Linked DNA regions of Mus musculus: region 2 is linked to region 1. Evidence: chromatin contacts called from public Hi-C data. All regions are on one chromosome and are shown on one strand. Each heading gives the region's core, a stretch centred on a gene start, on an enhancer-like site or on the middle of the called end of the contact. The rest is flanking DNA. Distances are from core to core; before and after follow the strand shown.

Region 1 (4,390 bases), core at 1,343-3,842:
ACAAAATGGATAAGTAAATAGAAGCACACAGTATTACACACTGAGAACAATGGTAATGTGCTTTTATGGGTGACATCAGAGAAAACTGTCCTAGACATAACAGTGAACCAGAGAAGCCAACTGCATGTTTACTGCAGGACAGGGCACAATGGCTAGCAAGAATCACTGAGGTGCCCCATGATGCATTGAAATGTGTGGTTATAATGCTGTCTAATAAGTTAGCCCAAATTTTGGGTCTTAACATAACAGTCATTTCATTGTTTGTCATGAATCTGTGACTCAGGGCTAGGCTAAGCAATTCTTGTGTTTCATGTGGTTTTTGACCAAGGCCTCTCAATAGTCCAAGAGAGCTCTCCTTACAAAGTCAGTGCTTCAGCAGTCATCTGCAGAAGGCTGGCCTCCACCAACACTGTGGACAGCGTGGCTGTGCATGCCCTTTAATGAGGCAGTCCCTGGGCTAGTAGACTCCAGGTGTTTCTGGAAACAGTTGCTAAGAAACCCACCAAGTAGCATCCCATCTTCTTATGCCCTAGCTTAAGCACCACTTCCACTACATTGTGTTGCATTAGAGAAGTCAGTAAGGCCAGTCCAGCATCAAGAAGAGAAAGAGAGTCTACTGCTTTGAGGAAGGGATATGTGTACATAGAGACTGAGAACTGATGGCGGTCATCTTGGAAACATGCTAACTGTGTCTGTTTGGGCAGTGACTACAGGGATCTCTTCGGTTTGTGACAGTCTAGCAAGCCACACACCTGTGATATGTCCCTCTTCCTGTGCATATAATTGCAACAAAAGGGTTTACATTTGAACTGGATTATTAAGAAGAATAACTCCACTTGCGTTGATCAGGCTGATCTCTTTGTGGCCCTCCTGTGTGTTAGTGGATAGCCCTGCCTCCCCAGAGTCTCCTGACCCCATCCCCAGCTTGAGTTAGAGATGTGAACTCTTTTGGGCTTCTTTTCCTGTGAAGGCTTCATTCCAACGAGGAAGCAAAGCAACACTTGCCTCACACTATTAGCGTGAGGAAGGACGAGACAACTTTAAGTAAACTTCCAGCCTATCTTGGATGCTCCGTGAATGAGCATTTCCGTTCAAACTCTGGCCACTTGCACAGACTCCTGACTCCTCTGCTGACAGGGATTAGGAGTTTAGACTTCTTAGAAGTCCTGACAGGATTCCAGTGAGCCCAAACCCTCCCTCCTCCCTGGGGTCCTTCCCTATAAACAGAGTCCTATAAGTCTGTGCTCTCTCTCACCTGCCACCCTACATGGAGGCCTGGGTCAGATGTGCTGAAAACACTCTGTGGCCTCTAGAACAGGGCCAAAGTCCCACAAGTGAAGTGACAAATGAATCAACTCAGCCAGGGCTTAGTCATTCTTAGGTACTTTCCACACAGACACATCGAGATGGTTACCAGAGAAAAGTCTGCCTGCCGACCTCACAGCTGCCCAGAGAAAATGTTGTTGTAACCTTTCCTTCACAGGGGAACAAGCAGCATCACTCTCCTTTCCTTCCCGTCCTTTCTGGAGCGAGATGCCCTGGCAAGGGAGCTGAAGTGCTTGTTTTTGTTTACCCTGGAGGAAGTTTCCAGATAGTTCTGAATCCAGGGCTTTGAATATGGGGCCGGCCCTTCAAGTCTTAGGCACTTAATGTCTAAGTGCATAAACAACTCCTCAGAGGCCACTGTCACTGGCCATCCAGATTCTCGGCCTTCCCAGCTAGCTCTCTGGTCAACAAGAGTATCCTTTAGGCTTTCAGATTCCAGAAAGACTGTGGAAGACTGTCCAAGCCCCTCACACTGATGTAGAGCGAGCTGGCTTCGCATACTTGTTATCCCAGAAATCAATAGGTCAAGCAGGAAGACTACCATAAGTAGTACCATACCAGCCTGGGCTACTTAGTGAGTGCTGGGTCTGCCTGGTCGACAATATGAGGTTGTTGTTTGCTTGTATGTATGTATATTTGTTTGTTTGTTTGTTTAATAAACAAAAATGTCTTCCCTTCCACCTGAGACATTAGATTGTAACTTCCTGGTCCCCTGTTCTTGCTTCTTAGTAATGGGGATTAAGAGTGCTCACCCAAAAATGGAGGGAAAGGCACATGAAGAAATGATCACAGCCTGGAACTCTCGCCCTCTGCTCCAATTCTTCAATCATTTCTGTGCAACCTTTCTCTATTTAAATTTCCTCTTTTACTTCCTATGTACTATCTCATTCTGTCTCCTCTCCTCTCCTCTCCTCTCCTCTCCTCTCCTCTCCTCTCCTCTCCTCTCCTCTCTTTTCTTCTCTGTTATCTGTATTTTTTTCTGCCTTGTTTTTAAGCCTCAGTCCAACCCCTACCCCATTCATAGCCATTTCTCTGTCTGGTATAGCTTTGGCGTGCAGCTATTGAAAGCTAGCCAGACTCTGGTTAAAAAACGTTGCAATTCTTGGCCGGTGTTTCTCTCCTTCCAAACGAGGGTGATGTTTCAGGCATAGGAAGTCCTGCCATCCATTTAGGCCCCAGGGAAGAAAAATAGCACAGCCTTTGTGTGTGGCCTTAGGTGGATGGTGAAGTGGGCCTCTGCATACTCACAGAAATAAGTCTGGTGTTTCAGAGAATTGTGAAATGTGTGCAGGCAATGTGTCATCCCAACAACAGTGAGTCAGTCTCCAGGCCCAGGCCCAAAGCTGGCTGCCTTTGCTTTCTAAATAGAAAGTGTATTCCTGGCCAGCCAGGCATTAGCAGAGGAGTGGTGGGTGAGTGAATGGACAGAGAAGCAGAGAAGACGTGCTAGTCCATACATCACAGGTTCCCAGGAAAATCAGGCTCCCCCTTTTCGGCCATCATTGGGAAGAGGGGCCCCTTAGTCTTGCAAACTTTATATGCCCCAGTACAGGGGAATGCCAGGACCAAGAAGTGGGAGTGGGTGGGTAGGGGAGCAGGGCGGGCGGGGGGGTTATAGGGGACTTTTGGGATAGCATTTGAAATGTAGATGAAGAAAATATCCAATAAAAAATTGAAAAAAAGGAAAATTTGTAAAAGAGCATTCTTTTTCCTTCTTTCCTAGTCACTTGAATCTGGTGTGTGTGTGTGTGTGTGTGTGTGTGTGTGTGTGTGTGTGTGTGAACTTTGCCCTTTGTCATTTATTTCAGCCTGAGCTTCCAGAGTGACCTTCCAAAATAAAGCCATAAAACTGCGACACAGTGGCCTAGATGACCTGAATGTGATAATCAGCCTCAATCAAATGGAGTTCAAAATCTCATCTTACCTTCCACTAACACTGTGAGAAGAGACAGAGACAGAGACAGAGACAGAGACAGAGACAGAGACAGAGACAGAGACAGAGACAGAGACAGAGACAGAGGCAGAGGCAGAGGCAGAGGCAGAGGCAGAGGCAGAGGCAGAGGCAGATAGAGACAGAGACAGAGACCAAACACAGAGAACATTCATGCATATGTATGGGTATTATTTGGGTATTACTGAGTAAATTTCCAAGCTCTCTGGAATCTTAGCATCACATTAGCTAAGAGGACCTGTCTGTCATGTATACCAGTGCTGTGTGCATGTGTGTGCATTCATGTATGTGTGCATGTCTGAGGGTACATCACTGGGTTTAAAAAACAATCTCTTTAGAGTCTCTGTCAATTCAAAACAAAACAAAAAACCCCTGCCTGCTCTTTCATGAAGTTTAAAGAAGGTAGCAACACTCACAGCAGGCGAGCATGGCATTCAGATGTCCTTATCTAACAAAAAGATGCTGTAGTTTGGAATGAATGTCCCCAGAGACCTATGTATCTGATACTTGGTCCGCATTCTGTGCTGCAACTGGGAGATCATAGGATGCTGAGGACATAGAAACTTGTGGAAGGAAAGGAGGTCATTGAAGGAGAGATTTGAGACCTGCCCATTTATGACCACAGTGATGTACTGCTATTCCAACACTATCAAATTCTGGACCAACAAGACCAGGGATTGAAACCAGGAACAAAAACAAACGTTTCCCTTTTATAAGTTGACTACTTTGGGTATTTATGTCACAGTGACAGAGAGCTGACTACCAAGAAGAGTCACAGCCTTAACTCCTCTTCATTCTCCAGCCTTCGGGTTGTTCTTTGGGTTGTCCTTCCAGAGAGTTTGAGCACTAGGCAACTTCAGCATCAGCAACAGCAGTAGCTACTACAGCAACTTTACCCCATTTGCTAGGGAAACGGAATATTAAAAGAAGACACACAGGACCCAGGGTCTTGTGTGCCAGCATCGTGGGCAGGCAGGGCTCCCTTTCATCCCTGGCAAACCAGATGCCAGAGTCATGTGGCTTCCACAACACCAGAGGAAGTGATGCAACCACCATCTAGCTTTGGGTCAGCCTGGAGAAAAGTGTTCTGTTACAGCGTGGGTGGTGCTGGCT
Region 2 (4,390 bases), core at 1,393-3,892, 85 kb before region 1:
ACTCTCTGAACCTTGTTACCTGAGGATCTGATTCAAGCTTTAACTGCAGTGAGAGTATTGCACCTGGGACAGCAATGTTGGATCCAACAGCTCTCAATCTCTTTTAGACTATATATCTACAGTGAATTTCTCATGGCTTCTGAAAAGAATGTTACAAACTATGTGGCTTAAATGATAGATATTTTGTAATACTTTCTTTTATTCTTTCATAAGCTAAGATGCTAAAAATCAAGGTGGCAGCAGGACCATGCATCCTCTGTGATGCTGGACCGATGCTTTCTTTCCCTTCCTAGCTGCCAGGCAGGATTGGCTATCTAGACATCACTTAAGACTGTGGCTGTGTCATGGTAGTCTTTGCCTCTGCCATCAAATGTTGTTCCCTCTCCGTATCTTCATCCCGTCTTCTTGCAAGGCCACCCATCGTTGGGTTAAGGATCCATTTACTTCAGTATGGTTTCATCTTAATTAATATATATCCATAATTACTATTACCAAATGAGGCTGCATTCTGAGGTACTATGAGGACTTCAAAATATTACTTCAAAACTGTGTTTGAGGGAACACAGTTCAGTACTATCTAATGCATATTCAAATCTCAAATGTCCATTCTTCTTATGTGTACAAGTCTCTCGATCCCCGGAATTTTATAGGCAAAAGTGCACTAAAGAGTAAATGTCATGGTAACTACTTAAACGTCATCATTTTATGCCCAGCTGCAGGTATTTTTTCCTATAATTGCCTTGGTGACAATATAGAACAACTTATTTAAGAAAATAGGGGGACTGAGGAGATGGACTGGTCAGTAAAGCTCTTGCCATACAAGCATGATGAACCAAATTGTGCTCCCAGGATCCACATAAAAAGCTGAGTATGGGTGGCCCACATCTGCAATGCCTGTCATGAGAAGGTAGAGACAAAGGATCTCTGAGGCTTTCTGGCCAGCCAGCCTAGCTGAATTTGTGTGCTCAAGATGCAGCGAATGACCCTGTCTCAAAAATTAAGATAGTGTTCAAGAAAAAGTCCTGACATTGACTTCTGTCATCCAATTATGTATACACACATGCACACACATATATGCATACCTGTGCACACACATTAGAAATGATCTCAAACAGGGTTTTTTTTTTTTTGAAGGTATCTCTGAGTTGAGAGTGAAGAGCTACTGAGTTCTAAAGTGTTCTACTAGCCTCTTGTCAATCTTTGTCACAATTTAAATAAAATGAGTATGGTGTTCAATAAAGTTTCAATGGCTACTGTGACTGATTTCTATCATCCTCAACTTTGTGCACTTCAGAAGAGAAACAGAAACATGACAGAACTCCAATGTAGTCTATCATCTATAGAAGAAAAACAAAGGAAGTATCTGAAAGTGTCCAGCAGAAACACAGAATCTTTTAATAATGACAAGAGAACATTAGAGTAAACTCTAGGCTGTTATGAACAATTTTAAAACTCTAGAGTTTCCAGAGGAAACTCTTGAGATCCAATGTAAACAAAGTCCTTGTGTTATCTGTGTTGTTTCCATATATAAGAAGAGGAAATGTCATCACTGTGTCATGACTTCAAGCTTCGTCTTCCATTATCCTCTCTAGCCTAATATTTACTCAACTCTGGTCATGGCTTCCTATCCCTGAAACATACCTCAGGACTAAGCACACCCCTGCCTTTTCCCATTCTCACCTTTTGGGGTGCTTCACTGCCTTCCTCATCTAGAGAAGAGAGATCTTCAGAGACCCAGAATTCCTGAGACATCCCCTCCCCATAACATAGCTCACAGAATGCTCCATTATATTTGTTTGGAATGATTTTCTGTATTATCATTATTCACCTTCTGAATCCATCCAACCATCTGGTCAACCATTGCCTATCTACTGACAACAGACATATGTGGCAGTACAGTGTGCAACAGCAATGAACAAACAGAAGGGTAAATGGATTATGCTGTAAATTCTTAGACAGGAGAAGGGTATCTGGATTTGTGACTAAATGCTGGAAGATCTAATTGGGAGGTCCATATGGAATTGAAACGGGAAATTTTGCATGTATCATGTTTCTAGTCCATGGCAAACAGCCCACTCTGGAAGCCCCATGCCATGATTATAACCTAGCTGCTTATTCTCAGATCAGCACTTCCTTTCTCCATAGACTTATGCAACCTAGATGTGCAGATGCACACTTTGGCATGGGTGGCCCCATACCCTCTATAGGGATCTGAGTATACAAGGCAACCATGGGACTAGCCTCATCTGCGGTAGTGGCCAAACCAGGTGGCCTAAAGAGGAACAAAAAACTTCTGGAAGCATCCTCCCCAACCTCGCATGGATACTTCCTGATGGATGTAGGAATGCTTACATGTCTGCTTTTTGGCAAATAGCAAGTGTCACACTTGCCAAAGGGAGGTCTCTTCCCTGATCATTTTTGTCCTTTGGAGAGTAATCCCAATTCCAAAAACCCGCAGGAAAAGTAGTCCAACCTTTGGCTTTACCCAGCCTCTCTGCATTTCTGTTAGGAGAACTTTTATTTCCTCCTTGCTCCTCTATTTTGATAGCATTTACTTCCTCTATTTGCTGCCTCAATAGTCCAAGTCCCCCACACCCCCACATATCACTTCCACAGAGAAACAGCAGAGGCAAATGCACTACTTCTTTCTGCAGAGTTCTGCCCTGCTCTCTACCACCACTGGTAGCACCACTCACTCACACAGATGACCAGTTTCCTTGTCTCTCTGTCACCTTGGACTGTGAGGTCCAAAGGACCTTTGTCCCCTAAATAGAACCAGGTGTATTCCTTAGGTGTACACACACACACACACACACACACACACACATACACACACACACATTCATCACTTGAAATTTGGCTAGATCTGTGTGTTGAGCACATCTTGTTGTCTCATTTGAAGCTCTCTGGGAGATCAGAGATGAGAAAACCATACATTCTGCTGCTGTTAAAAGTCTGTATTCCAATGGAAGACTATTAAATGATAATCATTAAAAGGATAGGGGTGTGGGGGGGAAATGGAGGAGAATGGGGAAACTATTTCAGAGAAGCAGAAATAACAAGTAGTCAATCCTGGATCATCTTGTTGGGATCAGTTTAAACAACCCAAAATATACATAGACCTTGAGACTCAAGGTCATGCATGAGCTTCCAGTAGACCTAGGAAGAAAGAGCAGTTCTCACAACCCTTTCACGTAGCTTCTTGTTATTTGGTTCTCTGATAGCCAGCACAGTAGACATAACAGAGAAGTCATCTCCTAGCTGGATACTGAGCCCAACAAGTCTTTCCATAGACTTTCACCCTTTCTCTTTTGGAAAAGCCATCCTTAAGGAAATTCTGACCATTACTCTGGCTTCAGATCATTGTTCACTGTTCCCTCTGGTAGCTTCCAGAATCATCCTTCCCTCCAGATTCACTTCTGTCTATGATAAGCTCTCCTCTTCCTTCATGGGGCTGAGTGTACGCCAGGCACAGGCTGTTCAGCTTTGCTTGCTTCTGAGGGGCTCCCTGCCTAGATCCAGGGCTCCTGTCTCCCCACATCTCCCTGCATTGGCTTAGTATTACCCATGCTGATTCATGACTAGTTTTATCCAGTATGCATAGAATTCCAACTAGGACCAAAGGACCATCAGAAGCTACAGAGGGGCTGTCTGTGTGTATGTTGCAGGGAGGTACCTTGCCTCTTTTATCAGCCTGTGCGTTTCTTCCACAGAGCCACCCCAAGAGTGCTTCCCTACTCAAGGGGGCAGAAAGAAACCTGAAGTTCCTGGTGGGGGGGTGGCCACAAGTGCAGGAGGAACACTTTCTTCACTGGTATTTCAAGACTATTTCGCAATCACAGAAACCACCAGCCACATGCAATCACTGGCTGGAAAGAAGCAAGTGCGAGATTGGATTGAAGGAGCATGTGTGTGAGGGTACATGCATGTATATATGCACACACTCATATGTGTGTGCATATGCTATGTATGTCTTTGTGTGTACACTAGCATATTTATATGTGTGTGCATGTGTGCATATACCACAGGTGTGTGTGTGTGTGTGTGTGTGTGTGTGTGTGTGTGTGTGTGTGTGAATAGATATGAAGAGACTCCAAAGACAGTCAGCCAACAGAATTCTTTCTGATGCCAGTGTGTGCTCCAGCCAAAAAGATGTATTTGGGGTCAAAAAGAGAAAATTTCATTGAAGTCCAAAGCTTTAGTTAGATCATCAAATATGAAAAACAACAGTGTATATGCTGATATATTTGTAATTAATTTCCATTTCAGAATTACAATTCTCAACATGAATGAATGTCGTACAGGGCACATGGAAAAGTTTGAATTTTAGATATACAACCTATTTTAATGACTTTTTAAAAAATATTACTAATATGTGCTTTGTGTGTGT

What was found. Hi-C and Micro-C count contacts between places; a contact is called where the count stands out from the background.
Region 2: a Hi-C map of bone marrow-derived macrophages shows a contact between it and region 1, with 2.3 times the contacts expected there. The contact joins two enhancer-like sites. A contact is called at or near these places in 1 of 39 promoter capture datasets (the 3T3-L1 cell line), 10 of 484 Hi-C or Micro-C datasets (bone marrow-derived dendritic cells, bone marrow-derived macrophages, conventional dendritic cells and 5 more), 5 of 115 datasets of contacts at active chromatin or transcription factors (bone marrow-derived dendritic cells, bone marrow-derived macrophages, embryonic stem cells and 2 more) and 1 of 9 other capture datasets (bone marrow-derived macrophages).

What each region holds. Positions count from the first base shown.
Region 1 is chr4:55,730,428-55,734,817 of GRCm38.p6, reverse strand. No RefSeq gene overlaps it. Among named protein-coding and RNA genes, the nearest start is that of Gm12511, 160 kb to the right of the region's middle. Within about 2 kb of position 2,592, at least 131 of the 459 cell types and tissues checked have an H3K27ac peak or open chromatin away from gene starts, as enhancers often do. A contact at or near this core is called in bone marrow-derived dendritic cells and bone marrow-derived macrophages, where this site is marked.
Region 2 is chr4:55,815,448-55,819,837 of GRCm38.p6, reverse strand. No RefSeq gene overlaps it. Among named protein-coding and RNA genes, the nearest start is that of Gm34482, 140 kb to the left of the region's middle. Within about 2 kb of position 2,642, at least 28 of the 459 cell types and tissues checked have an H3K27ac peak or open chromatin away from gene starts, as enhancers often do. A contact at or near this core is called in bone marrow-derived dendritic cells and bone marrow-derived macrophages, where this site is marked.